Linked DNA regions of Mus musculus: all the other regions are linked to region 2. The links are chromatin contacts, called in public ChIA-PET and promoter capture Hi-C maps. All regions are on one chromosome and are shown on one strand. The core of a region is the stretch at or near the end of the contact, and the rest is flanking DNA. Distances in the headings are between cores, read along the strand shown.

The links. Promoter capture Hi-C pulls out the DNA fragments that hold promoters and counts their contacts. ChIA-PET counts read pairs in DNA pulled down with a chosen protein or histone mark.
Region 1: an RNA polymerase II ChIA-PET map of memory CD8 T cells shows a contact between it and region 2, with 16 read pairs. The contact joins two enhancer-like sites. A contact is called at or near these places in 1 of 39 promoter capture datasets (the HPC-7 cell line) and 8 of 115 datasets of contacts at active chromatin or transcription factors (acute myeloid leukemia, bone marrow-derived macrophages, effector CD8 T cells and 3 more).
Region 3: an RNA polymerase II ChIA-PET map of memory CD8 T cells shows a contact between it and region 2, with 6 read pairs. The contact joins two enhancer-like sites. A contact is called at or near these places in 1 of 484 Hi-C or Micro-C datasets (the G1E-ER4 cell line) and 2 of 115 datasets of contacts at active chromatin or transcription factors (memory CD8 T cells and pancreatic cancer cells).
Region 4: a promoter capture Hi-C map of pre-B cells shows a contact between it and region 2, with 2.1 times the contacts expected there. The contact joins two enhancer-like sites.

The regions. Positions count from the first base shown.
Region 1 is chr10:59,900,805-59,904,534 of GRCm38.p6, reverse strand. No RefSeq gene overlaps it. Among named protein-coding and RNA genes, the nearest start is that of Gm46226, 4.9 kb to the right of the region's middle. Within about 2 kb of position 2,309, at least 54 of the 459 cell types and tissues checked have an H3K27ac peak or open chromatin away from gene starts, as enhancers often do. A contact at or near this core is called in memory CD8 T cells, where this site is marked.
Region 2 is chr10:59,587,359-59,591,108 of GRCm38.p6, reverse strand. All of the region lies in intron 1 of Mcu (mitochondrial calcium uniporter), which reads left to right. Among named protein-coding and RNA genes, the nearest start is that of Gm40671, 14 kb to the right of the region's middle. Within about 2 kb of position 1,523, at least 137 of the 459 cell types and tissues checked have an H3K27ac peak or open chromatin away from gene starts, as enhancers often do. A contact at or near this core is called in the G1E-ER4 cell line, memory CD8 T cells and pre-B cells, where this site is marked.
Region 3 is chr10:59,972,570-59,976,434 of GRCm38.p6, reverse strand. No RefSeq gene overlaps it. Among named protein-coding and RNA genes, the nearest start is that of Ddit4, 23 kb to the right of the region's middle. Within about 2 kb of position 1,519, at least 196 of the 459 cell types and tissues checked have an H3K27ac peak or open chromatin away from gene starts, as enhancers often do. A contact at or near this core is called in the G1E-ER4 cell line and memory CD8 T cells, where this site is marked.
Region 4 is chr10:60,007,928-60,011,742 of GRCm38.p6, reverse strand. All of the region lies in intron 3 of Ascc1 (activating signal cointegrator 1 complex subunit 1), which reads right to left. Among named protein-coding and RNA genes, the nearest start is that of Anapc16, 6.7 kb to the right of the region's middle. Within about 2 kb of position 2,027, at least 19 of the 459 cell types and tissues checked have an H3K27ac peak or open chromatin away from gene starts, as enhancers often do. A contact at or near this core is called in pre-B cells, where this site is marked.

The sequences.
Region 1 (3,730 bases), core at 1,060-3,559, 310 kb before region 2:
TTTTCAGCAAAGCTCTGTCTGCACCAAGGACAGGCAGAGGAGGGAAGTGTCACTGCAGGCTGAGGCTCCTATAAAGGTTTTGGAGGCATGGAGAACTACTCTCCATAGAGTCAGCCGCTTTTAGCTCTCTGTTCTCCCCTCCCTCCCTCCCTCCCTCCCTCCCTCCCTCCCTCCGTCCCTCCCCGCCCCCCCCCCCCCCACCAGACAGGGTTTCTCTGTGTAGCCCTGGCTATCCTGGAACTCACTCTGTAGACCAGGTTGTCCTCAAACTCAGAAATCCGCCTGCCTCTGCCTCCCAAGCACTGGGATTAAAGGCGTGTGCCACCACGCCTGGCAGCTCTCTGTTGTTTATGTCTTCATCTCCATTTCCCGAAGGTTTCAGGGTTTCTGGAACCTTCTACCCAGGGATGAAATCTTCTGGTTCTATAATCTTAGCCCCCTTACTAAGCAGCCATTGCACTAGTCTCCCCTGCCCCCAGAAACCCCAGGACTGAATCTGTCAATAAGGCATCAGGGGTCTGTGACATCTTCAAGAGTCACATGTGACAGCTCAAGAGAAGGGCTCCAGGGTTCTGCCCTGGGTGCTGAGCTGGGAAGAGCTTGTCCCTGGTACTCTCTAGAGGAATAGGCTGGGGCACATGGCCCAGCTCAGGTTCTCCTGGTCTGTCCCTAGGAAGATGACACCTGCAGGTACCCATCATGCAAAGTCAGGGTAGGAAATGCTGGCAGAGGGAAGGAGGAAGGAAGGAGGGAAGCTGTCCTCATCCTGATGGGAGGCTTGTCACTCAGGCATTGGTCAGCCTGGGGCAAGCCAAGTAGCATGGTTGGAGCAGGAGGGGAGGCCTGGTCTCAGATCAGACCCAGTATAACCCAATGCGCAGGTCACCCAGGGTCCCAGAGGGCTAGGCACATGCACTGACATCAACAGCTCCCTGGAGTGACATCCAGTCTTCAAGCTATGCTCCTGGGTTCTCAGGACACAGAATGAGAAGCTGTAAGAAGTCAGGGGGGTCCCCTCCCCTCCCCTATTTCTTCCACCATAATCCCTGCTCACTCGCTGTCCCAACCTTTCCCATGTCCCTCCCAGCCGCCTTCCTAGCTGGAAACAGAGCTAAGTCAACAACAGTTCCTCGAATTGTGTTTCAGCTCAGGCTGCGGCAGCCCAGGCAGCCAGGCTCTGGAGCTATTAATATTGGCAGATGTAGCTCATGCTATTTGATCCCGTGGGCTGTGATCCCACCAGGTTCAGCAATGAGCTAGCGAAGGCAGAGCTCAGGGTCCTGAAGACTCGTGACCCTTGGGGTTTTGGGGTCCTGCACTGAGTCATGCTAGTGTCCAGGAACTTGAACACCTGCAAACTTGGTGGCTGACAGAGGTTGGCAGGCTAGATGATAAATGGGGAGGCCTGTGGGAGAATGATGGCAGTCATTATGATGAATTTTACAAACACTACCAGCGGCGAGTGAGTGTTTTCTGTTCCTGCTGGGACTGGACCTTGGTATCCATGTGGTCTTTTACACATTGCTTCAGATCCCACCCCCACCCCCCAGCCTCCCTCGCAGAGACAGGTCCGCAGCCTTCCGGGAGGGCCCCGTGCCTTGGAGGCTGACCCTCTTACAGAACACATCTGCTACCTGGGTGGCTCTTGCAGTGCTGGTGGTAGCTCTCCGTTGTGGCTAAGGACAGTTTGGGGTCTAGGATGTCAATGTTAGAACACAGGGCCATGGCTGGTCGCCAGTAGGTGGCAATGATGCCAGAGGTAACCTGGAGGCTACTGGCCAGGATAGCACTGGGGAAGCCGAGAACAGAACTGTTTCTGATTCCAGACATGGGTGGTGCCGCCTGGCACAGGCTGAGGGCAGGAGACAGTGGCTGCTCCCTGGCCATTCTCAAACTGACTCCTGGTTCTGAGTTCTCTTAGGGAGAGGAACTGGGGACATTTTCAGTAGGATTCTGCTTCCCTCAGGAGGTGGGGCAATGGAGAAAGACCCTCCTTGCTAGTCGTGAGGCCTACTATCTGGTGGGTCTTTTGCCTTAGACACACCCTGGTCTGAATTTGTGGCTGCAAAGTGGCCCACAGGTGCTCTGCAAAGGAGATGGTAAGTCAGACAGCTGTCTCTGCCCAGGGGTCCCTTCTGTCCTCCCCCACTGTGGAGTCACACAGCTGGTGTGTGTGATGTGTGTGTGTGTGTGGAACAGAAAGGGTGACACACAGCGCAAGCACCCGCCAAGCCAAAGGAGGCAGACACTGCTAGGCCACTGTGCAGACACGGCTGAAGGTTGGGGCCCAGGCACTGAAGGCTGGAGAGGAGAGAATCTGTGCATGTCTCAGCATCCGGGTGGGCGTTCAACACTGCAGGTGGAGGAAGGGCAGCCCCAAGCTGCAAACAGCAGGAGGTGGGCCAGAGGCAGAGAAGGCTTCGAGGCTTCAGTGTGCATGCCAGGGCATGCTGTCTGCGTGGAGCCAGGACAGCATCACTAGGAGTGACATGGTCAGGGCAATTTGGGTGATGTCACTATGGAGGAAGAAGGCCTGGCTGACACACTCAGCATCCCATAGGTTTAAGTTGCTGTCTCTTGTGCTTCCTCATCCAAAAGAAAGGTGCACAATAAGATAGGATACTGGAACAGCCAACCCGAGTCCCCTAAAGTCCCAAGCTTGATCCTTGCCCTTTTTGGGGTCAACCACACTGAGGCATCTCTCCCAAGGAAAGCCTACCCAGTGTCTGAGCTAAGACAGCCAATCCAGACCTTCCTAGGGACTTCATTTAGATCAACTCAGAAGGGCTGGGTGGGCAAGGTGTGGCACCAGACCTTGGTGGGGTTGCCTGGCTGAGTAAACCTACACAGCTGCCTGCTGCCTCTGACTGGCCTGTATGCTGGGCCTTATTTCCTGCCCAACTGGCTAAGGAGGTGACAGTAGGCCTGAGCCCTGGCTTTGGGGAACATATTATGACTGGAGTTTGGGTAAATGATATCCCAGTCTCCCCACGTTCCATATAGCTTCTCTTTTGCCTTACAGAACCACTCCTAGACCCTGGCCAGGAAAGGCACCAAGGGTGGCTGAGATGTTTCTGGGATGACATAGGGGACAGGCAGGAGGAGGTATGCGCAGGTTTGTTTGTTTGTTTTTTTTTTTTTGTATTAGTGACGTTTCTCTCTGCCCAAGACTATTGCGAATGACTGGTGTGATAATTACAGGCAGCCATCTGGCCTACATGCTGCCCCGTGCTTTCCTGCCCCTCTTCATCTTCAGGCCTCTGTCACACTGCTCCCTCTGGCTGGAATCTCCGCACCAAGAGAGTGCCAACCAGACACACTCCCCCCTCCCCCACTTCCTCAAGAGCACCGGCTCCTCTGTCATCTCTGTGGTTACAGGGTCTAGAATAGGACTTGACATCAGTGTCAGGTAATCTTTGTTGACAGGACAAATGGCGCTTGGATGGAGCTTGCTGTGACCAGACACTGTGTGAAGCACTTCTTGGGAGCTGACTCCTATCCAACATGACCATCCAATAAGCCCAGTGTCTGTGCCCCACTCATTGTGTACATGAGGCTGAGTGACATGCCTGAGGTTACCCAGCCACTGCATATGAAGGCAGTCTTGAGTGGGAAGCAGCTGGAGTCCACAGCAACACTAATAACTTTTATAAATGCTGCTTCTGGGGCTGATTCCAATGGAGGGACACAGTCCTGAACGGCAGGTGGACACCCACGTCATGTCCAGGAG
Region 2 (3,750 bases), core at 274-2,773:
CAAGATTTTAATAGATTAGAAGATAAATGGCGTTGGGAAATTTTACAATTGAGTTTGTAGCTAGGGTTTGAGGAATAAAGGCCATTTTGGTAATGGATTTTTATGTTTAAATTGGATATTTGCTTGGTTGCAAGAGGATTAATTATAAGGATCTTCTCCTCTTGTAGTCTCTCAGCTTGAACAGATAAATATAGAGCGGCAGTGTTTGGAGAGGGAACTGTGTAGAAAATGTGTGGGTAGCTGTTGTAGTTTTGCACAGAAGATAACATCTAGAATAAAGAACAGATGAAAATACTCATTGAGGATTAGTGTTCTTAGAGCATCATCGCATCCAGCCTTCTCCAGGCCTAGCGTGCAGAGCCATTCAGAATCCAGCTCATATGCATGGCGGATGATAGACTCTCCGAGCTCAGCGCCCTTTTCCTTAACAGCCATCTCTCCGCACTTGCCACATCCTTTCCCATTCTTCGGAAGTCACGCATCTCTCTCTCTCTCCACACCCCGACTGCAGACTGTTGTCTTCTCAATCGCCTGCAGATGTGTCATCTTCTTTGTAAACCCTGTGTGACTTCTCTGGCCCAGGTTAGTCCTAATTTTTAGCTTTTGACTCTCATAACACTGATGACGTTGAGTTTCTTTCAACTGGGTCATGGGTATGTGTCTGCATAGTAAAGCACTGTCCTAAGTCCTGGGTTAATGGAGATGAGCGGTGCACACAGCATCCCTGGCTTCACAGTCAGCCACAAATGCAGTAAGTCATAAGGAAGCACCTCATCGTTGAACTGTGTGGGAAAAAGGTGCGAGGGGTGAACCAGAGTTTGTAGTTGCAAACGGCAGGCCCCCCCTGCTTACAGTAAACAGGAAAAAGTGATCTAAAAAGTGTGCTCTGGAGTTCACAGAGAGCTGAGAATCAGTCAGGATCGACGCCAGCGTTCTACCACTGGGCTAAAGTCACTGCAGACCCCACTGCTCTGCGTTCGCACCGGGAACAAGTGTTGGCCCTGCCTTGTCATTACTAAGTGCCACTTGAACCACGAGGACTTCTGCCGCTTTCGCTTTGGGAAGGAGAGCTGGTTTCACTCTGGTCAGCGTGGATTCCATGGCACCACCTCCGTGATGGCATCTGCTTCCTAACCAGAATACCAGAGTGGCAGAACATGGCCATAGAGCTGCCACCCTGTTTGCAAAGAGAGGCTGGGAAAGTCAGCCTTCGATTTCTATCACGGGAGGCAGGCTTTAGAAGATGAGAATTCCTCCCTCCCCCGAAAAAGAGTGTTTAAAAGTCCTAAGCGGTTAAAAACCACGGGGAATTTGGAAGAGTAATTAGAAGATCAGTTTAGATTTGAGTAGTTACAGAAGGGCTGACTGAAGGCTTACCATCCTTTCGAGGACACAGGTAAAGCATATTCCTGCTGAGAGACAAATGAAAAGCCCCTGCCTACAATTTGGGGTAACCGAGGGCGGTCTCGGTGTTATATGGGCTTCCGGTTGAAGGAAGATGTGGTTATGGGTAAGAAGAGGAAGTGTGTGGTGAAGTAACTGGGAGAGACTTTATTTGAACTAAGTCTGAGGTCACTGCTCTTACCCCCTTCCCTCCTCTGAGGTGTACTAGGGATTTTATAAATGAAATCAGTCCTACAAGTTCATTTTGTATTCAGTGTGAGTGTGTGTGTGTGTGTGTGTGTGTGTGTGTGTGTGTGTGTGTGTGTGCATACCTGCCTTGGTGTATATGTGAATACAGGAAAGACACACCTGTATAACTGAAACTCTGTGGGCTCTGAGATGCCATGGGGTGACTAGTGTCATCTGCGCATGGTTCAGGAGACTGGCATGAGGATCTAGCAAAGACAGGAGATATTAGGAAGACAGTGTCTGGTCAGGAGAACGAAGAGATGGGAGAAGGGGATGAAGGGGGATGTCAGTGTCCCATCCTGGTGGACCTTGAGACAATGACTTCTTGATTCTTTGTATCTTGGTAGACCTGAGGATTGTGGTTACAGTTGCTTACAGTATGCCAGGTCTCCCGATGGCTTCAGTGTAGGTACAGCCTGCCGTCTCAAAGGTGAGCTGGTAGTCTTTCCATTTGTACAATGACCTGGGTGTGATGACACATGCCTTTGTTGCAGCGCTGTGGAAGTGGAGGCAGAAGGAGAGAGTTTGAGCCTAGCCTGGAGATATACCTCGGAGACAGATCACGTACCGGGCATCATGCTGTGGTTTGATTCCCCAGCATCGTCACCAAGGACAAAAGAATAATTACATTATATAGTTAAGTGATTAAAAAAATCCCTGCCGTTTTGGTCTTTTTATAAATGAAATCAGTCCTACAAGTTCATTTTGTATTCAGTGTGAGTGTGTGTGTGTGTGTGTGTGTGTGTGTGTGTGTGTGTGTGTGTGTGCATACCTGCCTTGGTGTATATGTGGAGTTCATAAGACACCTGTGGGAGCTGGTTCTCTCCTACCACCATATGGGGCCCATCTTGTCAGGCTTGTCTTGGTGACAAGGGCCTATAATTGCTGAGCTACTACGCCAACCATAATTTGCCTTTGGAAGGCAGAATTTCAACACTGAACAAAGTCGACCCTGCTTCCTGCTAAGTCTTTTCCATTTGTAAAACTTGGCCCCTATAAGGGGAGCACAATCCAGATTTATCTAGTACTCTCCTACCTCAGAATGACATGTGGGCTTTAGATGAGCTAACAGAAGCAAGCGTGGGAGGTTGTACTCCGTTAATCAGCCTTCACACCACTGCTGTTCTGAGTGAGCGGATCCTTGATTGGAAACCTCTCCCATATAATGTGTAGCCGCATCCCTGGTCCCTACCCAGCAGGCTCAGGTAGCATGCTCCTCTCAGCTGTGGCTTTGGGCACTGCCGGATACCATTTCTGTTTGAGAACCATCTCTCGATTTCCCTTTGCCTGTCTTTTAAAACTTATTTGTGGTTTTAGTGCCTGGTGGCCATACCCTGAGAAAGCTATTTTTGTTTTGGTAACAGGTCTTACTGAGTGCTCAGGCTGGCCTTGAACTCTGGGATGAAACGTCTTGCAATCCCAGCCTCTTAGATAGTCAGGACTGTAGGTCATACTCTTCTCTAGGAAACTGGGAAGTCTAAAAATGAGAAGACAAAACTCTATCCACATTCTGTGCATACCATTTAGATGTTTTTAATCTGGCACTGCTTTTGTAAGATCAAATAAGAGAATGTGTCACCCATGCTCACTATGGGTGATATTGTGGGTGCAGTGGCTTATCCTGGAACAATATTGAGGTTCTCTCCATCATGCCGTAGCAGGATGGCTTTACCCTTCCCTCAAGTGTGATCTCTGACTGGATAAGCCAGTTACCCAGAGGTTGACGGACACAGGGTCATAGAAAAGGAGCGCCAGCACACCTAAGTGCGCTCTGCACAGGCAGGGTCAGTATTCTTTCACAGATGTCGGTGTCGCTTTTGTGAGAACCGAACCTTACAAGCTGCAGCTATGCATGGCACACTGACCAACCTCATAAGCAATAATGGGTCCATAACATTATAGTGACTTTGAGTTCATTAATAACTTAGTTTGGGTTTGATGTTTTCACAAGGATGGACTTGCCTGATAATGCATTTCTTGGAATCTCTTCCATCTTTAAGCAGGGCATGACTCTTGGAGGTTTTATTTATTTGTTATTTTAGTACTTTGAGACTGGCCTAAGCCCACTGTACGTAGCCTGGAGTGTCTCCACCATTGCAAGTGGTGGGATCCCGGGTG
Region 3 (3,865 bases), core at 270-2,769, 390 kb before region 2:
ATTGAGACCTTATGAAGAGGGGGGAAGATTTAATAATACACTACACTTGGGGCGTGTGTGTGTGTGTGTGTGTGTGTGTGTGTGTCCTTCTCTCCCCCAGGAGAAAATTCTCACAACAGCATCCTAAAACCTAGTTGAATCTCTTTACAGGACTGGAGTGAGGACCCACAGAGATTCACATGCAGGCCATAAAGAAGCCAGAAAGGAGCTGGGCGTGGTGGCACATGCCTTTAATCCCAGCACTCCGGAGGCAGAGGCAGGCAGATTTCTGTGTTCGAGGCCAGCCTGGTCTACAGAGTGAGTTCCAGGACAGCCAGGGCTACACAGAGAAACCCTGTCTTGAAAAACAACAACAACAACAACAACAAAAAGAAGCCAGAAATGGGGTGAGGGGGGACTAGAGAGATGGCTCAGCACGGAAGGGCAGGTACGGTTCTTGCAGAGCAATGGGTTGTTTTGGTTCCCAGCACTCACAGGGTGGCTCACAACCATTTGTAGCTCCAGTTTTAGTGGATCCAATATCCTCTTCTGACTTCCACTAGCACCGTATACAAACAGACACTTGGATAAACACTCATCACTCATACACATTATATATGTGTGTGTGTGTATGTGTTATATACATATATATATATATATGTATATTATATATAGTATAATATATATATAAAATATACACACACATAGGTTTTGTTGTGGTTTTTTGTTTTTTGTTTTTTTCCAGACAGGGTTTCTCTGTGTAGCCCTAGCTGTCATGGAACTCACTCTGTAGACCAGGCTGGCCTCAAACTCAGAGATCTGCCTACCTCTGCCTCTTGAGTACTGGGATTAAAGCCACCCCCATCTGGCTTAAAATGTATGTTTAACAGAAGCCAAAAATGGGACTTGGATGATATGGCTTAGCTTGTAGAGTGTTTGACTGGCATGCACAAGACCCTGGGCTCAGCCCCAAGCATGTACTAATAACTGCAGCACTCAGGATGGAAAGATGGAAAGGTAGGAAGGTCAAGTTTTCAAGGTCACCTTCAGCTATGTAACAAGTTCAAGGCCAGCCTCACAAAATGAAGAAGTAACAAGTGCAACCTGTCACAGCTCTGTTCCTGTCCTGTGGCGTACACACACACACACACACACACACACACACACACACACGCATGCACACGCACACACACGCGCACACACACCGGCACAGTTAGCAAGCACTTCTTTGGAGCTTGCTGGGCTCTCTTGTGTTCATCCTTGGGTCCAGAAGGCCAGTGCGTAGCCATATGTTTGAAGAAGTCACTAAGAAAACACCAGAATAAGTGGCAGAGGTTTCAGAGCTGTGCTTCTGTGACCCAACAAACTCACATAGCCAGCTGTTATGGCTCATGGCTGTCAGAACAGTGCTGGGGGAGACAGCGACACATCATTATCACCATGGGTTATAGCAGCTCGTCCAGGCCCCTAGAGACACTGCCTCAAAGAAGTGAACAGACACAGAGGCAAACAGTAAGACTGAACATAGCATCTGGGGGGTGAGGGACACCAGACCACAAACCAAGATAGCAGGCTGCAGGAAAGGAAGTTCACCTTGTCCTTCCCTGTCCCAGGCCTGCTGGTTTTGCAGACATTTGCTGTTCTTTTGGTGTTTTGTTTTTTCTTAATTCAGTAAAAATAGCACTATGGGACAACATATCATAGCATTTGTGGAAATAAAAACTAGGAACCACATCACAGGGTGTTCTGATGCAAACGTGGCCCCAGCTCCCCAGGGTGACCTATGCTGCAAAGGTGGCTGTCCTCACTGGTCTCAGGTGGGGCCTGGCCTTGGGGAGGAAGGGAGGAGGAGGCACAGAGCCATCAGCTGTTTCCCCTCACCAAAGCTAGAAGCGCGGCTTTGTCTGAGCCTGCCTCCTGCACTATAAAAAGTTTCCGCCACAAAGGTCCATTCAGGAAACCAAGGTTAGAGACCCTGGGCTTCCTGACTTGATTGCTCTCCTGGGGCCTGGGACCAGCTCAGAAGGGTGGGGTGTGTGGGCTTTGCAGGTTACAGGATGTGAAAGTGAGGACCGAGGTTAAGGGAGAGAATAAAAGGCCAAGAGTAGAACACACCCAGCAGAGGCCATGTGCGGTTCTCTTCTTCAGGGTTTCCTGTGGGTGAGCTGAGAACATTGTGTTCTGGCTCTGAACTTACCCTGCGGGGGCTGCTCCCCTCTCAGCCTCTGGGTCCTAGTGCCTGACCTCACAGGCCTTGGCTTCCCTACAGTGTTGTCTCTCCTACCTCTGGCTGCTATAGTGTGGTCCCCAGCCACCTCCATAGATTCTCCCAGGGTTCTTGGTGTCGCACATAACAAAACATCCTTGAAGTTCAGGAAATAACTAGCCAGCATCTCTATGTTTTCCTGTCTTCTGGATGCTGGGAGCTAATGTTAAACCATCATGGTAATGAACCTTTGACCGCCAAGTTCTCCAGAGATACTTGGGAATACAAGCCTTCTGAGTGGGGTGGTGTTTGTTTATTTGTGTATTTGATTTTTCTGCCACGGCAGTGCTTACAGATAGAATGCAAGGCCTTACCCGGCCTGCCAGTAGGTGCTTTCTTTCTCTCTCTCTTTTTTTTATTGCATCTAGTTAGTGTGTGTTTATGTGCACACCATTGGTGTGCATGGAGAGGACAGAGGACCACTGTGGGAGTCTCTTTTCTCTTTCCCACCATGGATTCCAGGGCTCCAGGGATGACTGTAGTCATCAGGTGTCCTCTGACAGTCTCCTTACTCCCGAGATGGAGTCTCTCTGTGTTGTGGGTGTGTCCCACTCCCCAATTCTAGGCTGCAGGTCAGCCTGCCCAGGGATGCCATTGCTTCTGGTCCACCTTACCAGCACTGCGGTGCACAGGACCACGCTTCACTTTCTTCCTGGATGCCAGGGATCTGAGCTCAGCAAGCGCCCTTCCCCACTGAGCCCATCTCCAGGCCCTAGTTAGTTGTAGCACTTTGTTTGTTTAGAGATTTTTTTTTAATTGCATGAATGTTTGACTTGTGTGTGTGTTTATTGATTTTTTTTTTTTTGACACCCAATTTCTCGTGCCCCTTGCTGACTCCAAATGGAGCATGAAGCTGAGGGGGACCTTGAACTTCTGATCCTCCCGCCTGCATTTTCCAAGTGCTGGGGGCACAGGTGTGTGCCAGCACGACTGCTCTGTGTGCTACTGGGGATTGAACTCAAGGCCTCCTGCATAGAAGGCAAAGTCTGCCAACTGAGCCCAACGCCCTACCCAGGCCCTTAAGGGCCTTACCACGCCACTACTTTACGAAGCATGCTTCCAGGACACAGACTTTAACCATAGCCAAGTCACAGCAGAGGCTCTGGGTTCAGAGAGGATTTTTGACCCTTCTCTTGGACCTGGAGAGATGGCTCAGCAGTTAAGAGCACTGGTTGCTCTTCCAGAGGATCTGGATTCAATTCCCAGCACCCACATGGCGGCTCACAACTCTGTAGCTCCAGAGCCGGGGGACCTGACACCCTCACACAGACATACACACAAGCAAAACACCAATGCTATTAAAAATAAATCATTAAAAAAAAAAAAAAAACAGTTGCATCCCTCCCTTTCAAGTCACTGCATCCTGTCTGGTCACAGTGTCTGCCTTCTGTGTGCAGTCCTTTAACATCCCTGACTGGAAGCCCTTTGCTCCAGGCAAAGGGCCAGCCAAGGACTGATTGTACACTGAACACCTGCTCTGCACCAAGCTGGAACAATGGCCAGGCAACTGCCAAAGTCAAGTACACAACAAAGGAAAGCGCCCTTGGACTCTGCCCCTCTGAGACATCACGGTCTGCTGGAAATGCAGACAGGCAATCAAGAACAATAATCCCCCTGGGT
Region 4 (3,815 bases), core at 778-3,277, 420 kb before region 2:
CTTAGGAATGGGATCAGGAGTTACCATTCAGACAGCTGGAAAGCGCAAAAAGAGCCATGCTCAGGGAGGTCTGGAATCAGTACTAAGAGGCTGAGGCAGGAAGATCAGTAATTCAAGACTAGCCTAGAACATACACGTGCAAGCACAAACACATACACACATACACACACACACACACACACGCACGAGTGTGCACAAGCACACAGATACAGAGTGACAGAGACAAGAGACAGAGAGCCTTGTATCAAAGACAAAAATAAAAAAGGGGGAACAGAAGCAAACATGTGACCTTTGAGTTAAGCACAGTACATATTAGTGTTTTATTTGGGAGATTTCCCCATGGATGTAATACTATACTACAATATTATGTTATTTATCCATTTTATTACTCTGGGTGTTTGTACATCTGCTGAATCACAGCTACCGGAGCAGTCCCCTCGAAGACGGGACAAACCCGTGACAAGCCCGCCATTCCTCTCAGCTCCCACCCACCCATTTCAGCTACTTCCCACCGACTCATTTATACTCCTTGCCTGGGCCTCGAGTATAAATAATACTGACACTCAAGGCTACCTTCTGGAACCTACGGTATTAAAACTGCTAATATGGGCGAAACTACTGGATCCCAGGAGAGATGTTTCAGAGTCTACAAAGCACTGAGACCATCACGGGATGATAAAGTTAATGGAAAGACCTCCCTGTCGTCAACATTATTTCAACTTCTACGATTCCAATTACACACCCAATACTACAGCTGACTATGTCTAAGACTCTTCTTTTAGGGAAGAGTTCAGGAATTTGAACCTGAGGCTTTCCATATACTTGCACGGCCAGAGCTAGCGCCTAGCCCTTAGTCAACTGTCTTTACAGGAATAACAAAGCCTGATCATTGCCACTAAGGTCTACTACAGTAGTCCATTTTTTTTCCAACAGTGAAATGTTTGGCTGGGGATGCAGCTCAGTGGTAGAACACTTATCTGGCAATGTACAAAGAGGCCCAAGGTTTTATCCCAAGCACTGCAAAACCTTGACCCAAATCAGCCCACAGAAACGAAATAGGAAATCTCCCAGCAGGCACATGGTGCACACCTGAGATCTCAGTAGTCAGGAGACTGAGCAGGCAAAACTACAAGTTCTAGCCCAGCCTGGGCGATACCAGAGCTCCTATTAGAAAGGAAAGAGGACAGAGAAAAGAAAGACAGAAAAGGGTGGGGGTTAGGGAGATCTTCTCAGTAAATGTTATGTAGTAATTAAGACTTAGTAGGCTAGACTGAAGAGATGGTTCAGTGGTTAAGAGCACTGACTGCTCTTCCAGAGGTCCTGAGTTCAATTCCCAGTAACCACATGGTGGTTCACAACCATCTGTAATGGGGCCCTCTTCTGGTGTGTAGCCCTGGCTGTCCTAGAACTCACTCTGTAGACCAGGCTGGCCTCAAACTCATAAATCCACCTGCCTCTGCCTCCCAAGTGCTGGGATTAAAGGCGTGCGCCACCACTGCCCAGCTCAAAATAAATAAATCTTTAAAAAAAAAAAGACTCAGTAGGTCAGCATCTAATCTATCATGCATATGTTCATCAGGAATACAAGAACTTACAGTCTACAGAATTCAAAAGGTCACCATCGGAAGTAGGCACCTGAGGAATCTTTACACACCTCAGCCCTAGCACCTCTGTACTTTAAAACAAGTTACACTTTTTTTTTCAGGAAGCTGAAAATGTGTTATCTTGAAATCATGTCCCCTAGGAGGAAATGTCAGCAAAGCCTCGGAAGTGAGCTGCCAGGATTAGCTTTGGTATCCCATTTGGCTGCATTCTGACAGGATTTTATTCACAAGTATTTCAGAATGTCCTCAAGGAGGATGAAAAGGAATTCAAATGCATTCGGTTCCACATTTGCTCCTCTCCCCACCGAGTGACCTAACTCATCTGCTGAAACAGAGAAACAGCACTGACTGACGGGCTTCCTAGACCAGCTGCCTTCCCAGGCAAGCCCAGAAGCTGCTCAGCTGCTGACAGCATTCGCCTAGCAGGTAGTGTGGGGGACAGCGTGAGAGGACGTGTGCAAGCACATGCTGAAGTGACCACAGAGTTCACAGCAATTTAAAATGACGATCCTCAAAAGAGCACATTAGTCCGGATAAGCACTGAGGGTTAACAGAACAGGCAGAGGCCTGCCTCCGAGGCTTCCCTTCTGCGGAGGGGACATGAAGCAGCACGTGGATACATACAGGTACGGACTATGAATAATGCTACTGACCCCAGCAGAGGGCATTATGAAAAAAGCACACAGTGGGGTGGAAAACCCATGATTGGCAGGGATGGCAGGGATCAGAGCCAGCTTCTCCAGGAAGGAAAATTAACTAGGTAAGAAGACTGAGGGCCAGCACACAGCCAAGGCAAAAGGCTCACCACACACATGAACTCAAAGGCTGGAAAAACCACAGAGCATATGAGGAACTGAAAAAAATCAGACCGTGTTCTGACACTAAGCTCAAGGCAAACGAGTAATATAAACTAAAGAGGAAAAAAAGAAAAGGAAGGAAGGAAGGGAGGGAGGGAGGGAGAGAAGGGAGAGAGGGAGGGAAGGGAGGGAAGGGAGGGAAGGGAGGGAAGGGAGGGGAGGGGAAAAGCAGAATCAGCCAAGGCATGCTCACAATTTTGTCCACTGCTTTAGTGAACCACAATTCCATCTGCATTGGAAAAGCACAGAGTTTTTAAAATGTATTATTAGTGTATACATGTGTATACCTAAGTGTCTTCACGTGTGTATGCATATGTGGGTGCCCCTTCCACAGCAGGTTACATGGAGGTCAGAGAAAAGCCCTGTGGTATTGGTTGGTTCCCACCATTCACCTCAACAAGGGTTCCAGGAGGAGGCTCAGGTCGCCAGGCTGTCCTGGTAAGTGCCCCCATCTGCTGAGCCATCTCACCAGCCCCTATAGTCCATTTTAAGCAGAAGGTGTCAAATAATCAGGTCTTCCTTTTTAAAAGATCACTCCAAGCCTGAGGCAAGAGGATCAAGAGTGCAAGAGTTCCATGTCACTCTTTAACTATAAAGCAAGACTATGTGTCATAAATAAAGAAATAAACAAGTGGGAGTCTGGAGGCTGGAGAGACGGCCCAGTGGTCAAAGTCCTGAGAGCTCTTCCAGAGGACCTGGGTTAGATTGCTAGCGTCACATGGTGCCTAATAACCATCTGTAACTCCAGTTCCAGGGAATGCAGTGACTTCTTCCAGCCTGCACAGGCACTTCACACACACAGTACACAGGCAAGCATACAGGCAAAACACCAGACCACATAAAAACAAATCTCAAAAAACAATGCTTTGGAATCATTCTACTTTGGATGTGAGGGCTAAGAAGAGAGCAGAGATCCAGAGAGACCACAGAGGGCTATTTTAAGGCATCCACAGAGGGGCCGACGAGATGACTCAGCGAGTAAGAGCACTTGCTGTTCTTGCACAGGACCCAGGTTCTGTTCCCACGGGCCACATCGGGTGCCTCACAGCTACCTGTTAACTCCAGTTCCAGAGGACTCAGCCAAGTCCTCTATCCTCCTTGGGCACCAGATACACCAGCAGGATTCACACATACATGGAAGCACTCACACATACAAATTAAATAAACATATTTAAAAAGGAATGCATGGAAAAGAAGGGAGTGGCAGTGAAGATAAATGGTAGACTCAAAGAACATTTAAAAGTGAAAGTCAGCAGGATGTGGCAATATACACAAAATGATTACATTAATCTGCAATCAGTCCTCTGACATTTCAGGACACAAAACACTAAACTCTCATCATTAGTAATTAAGC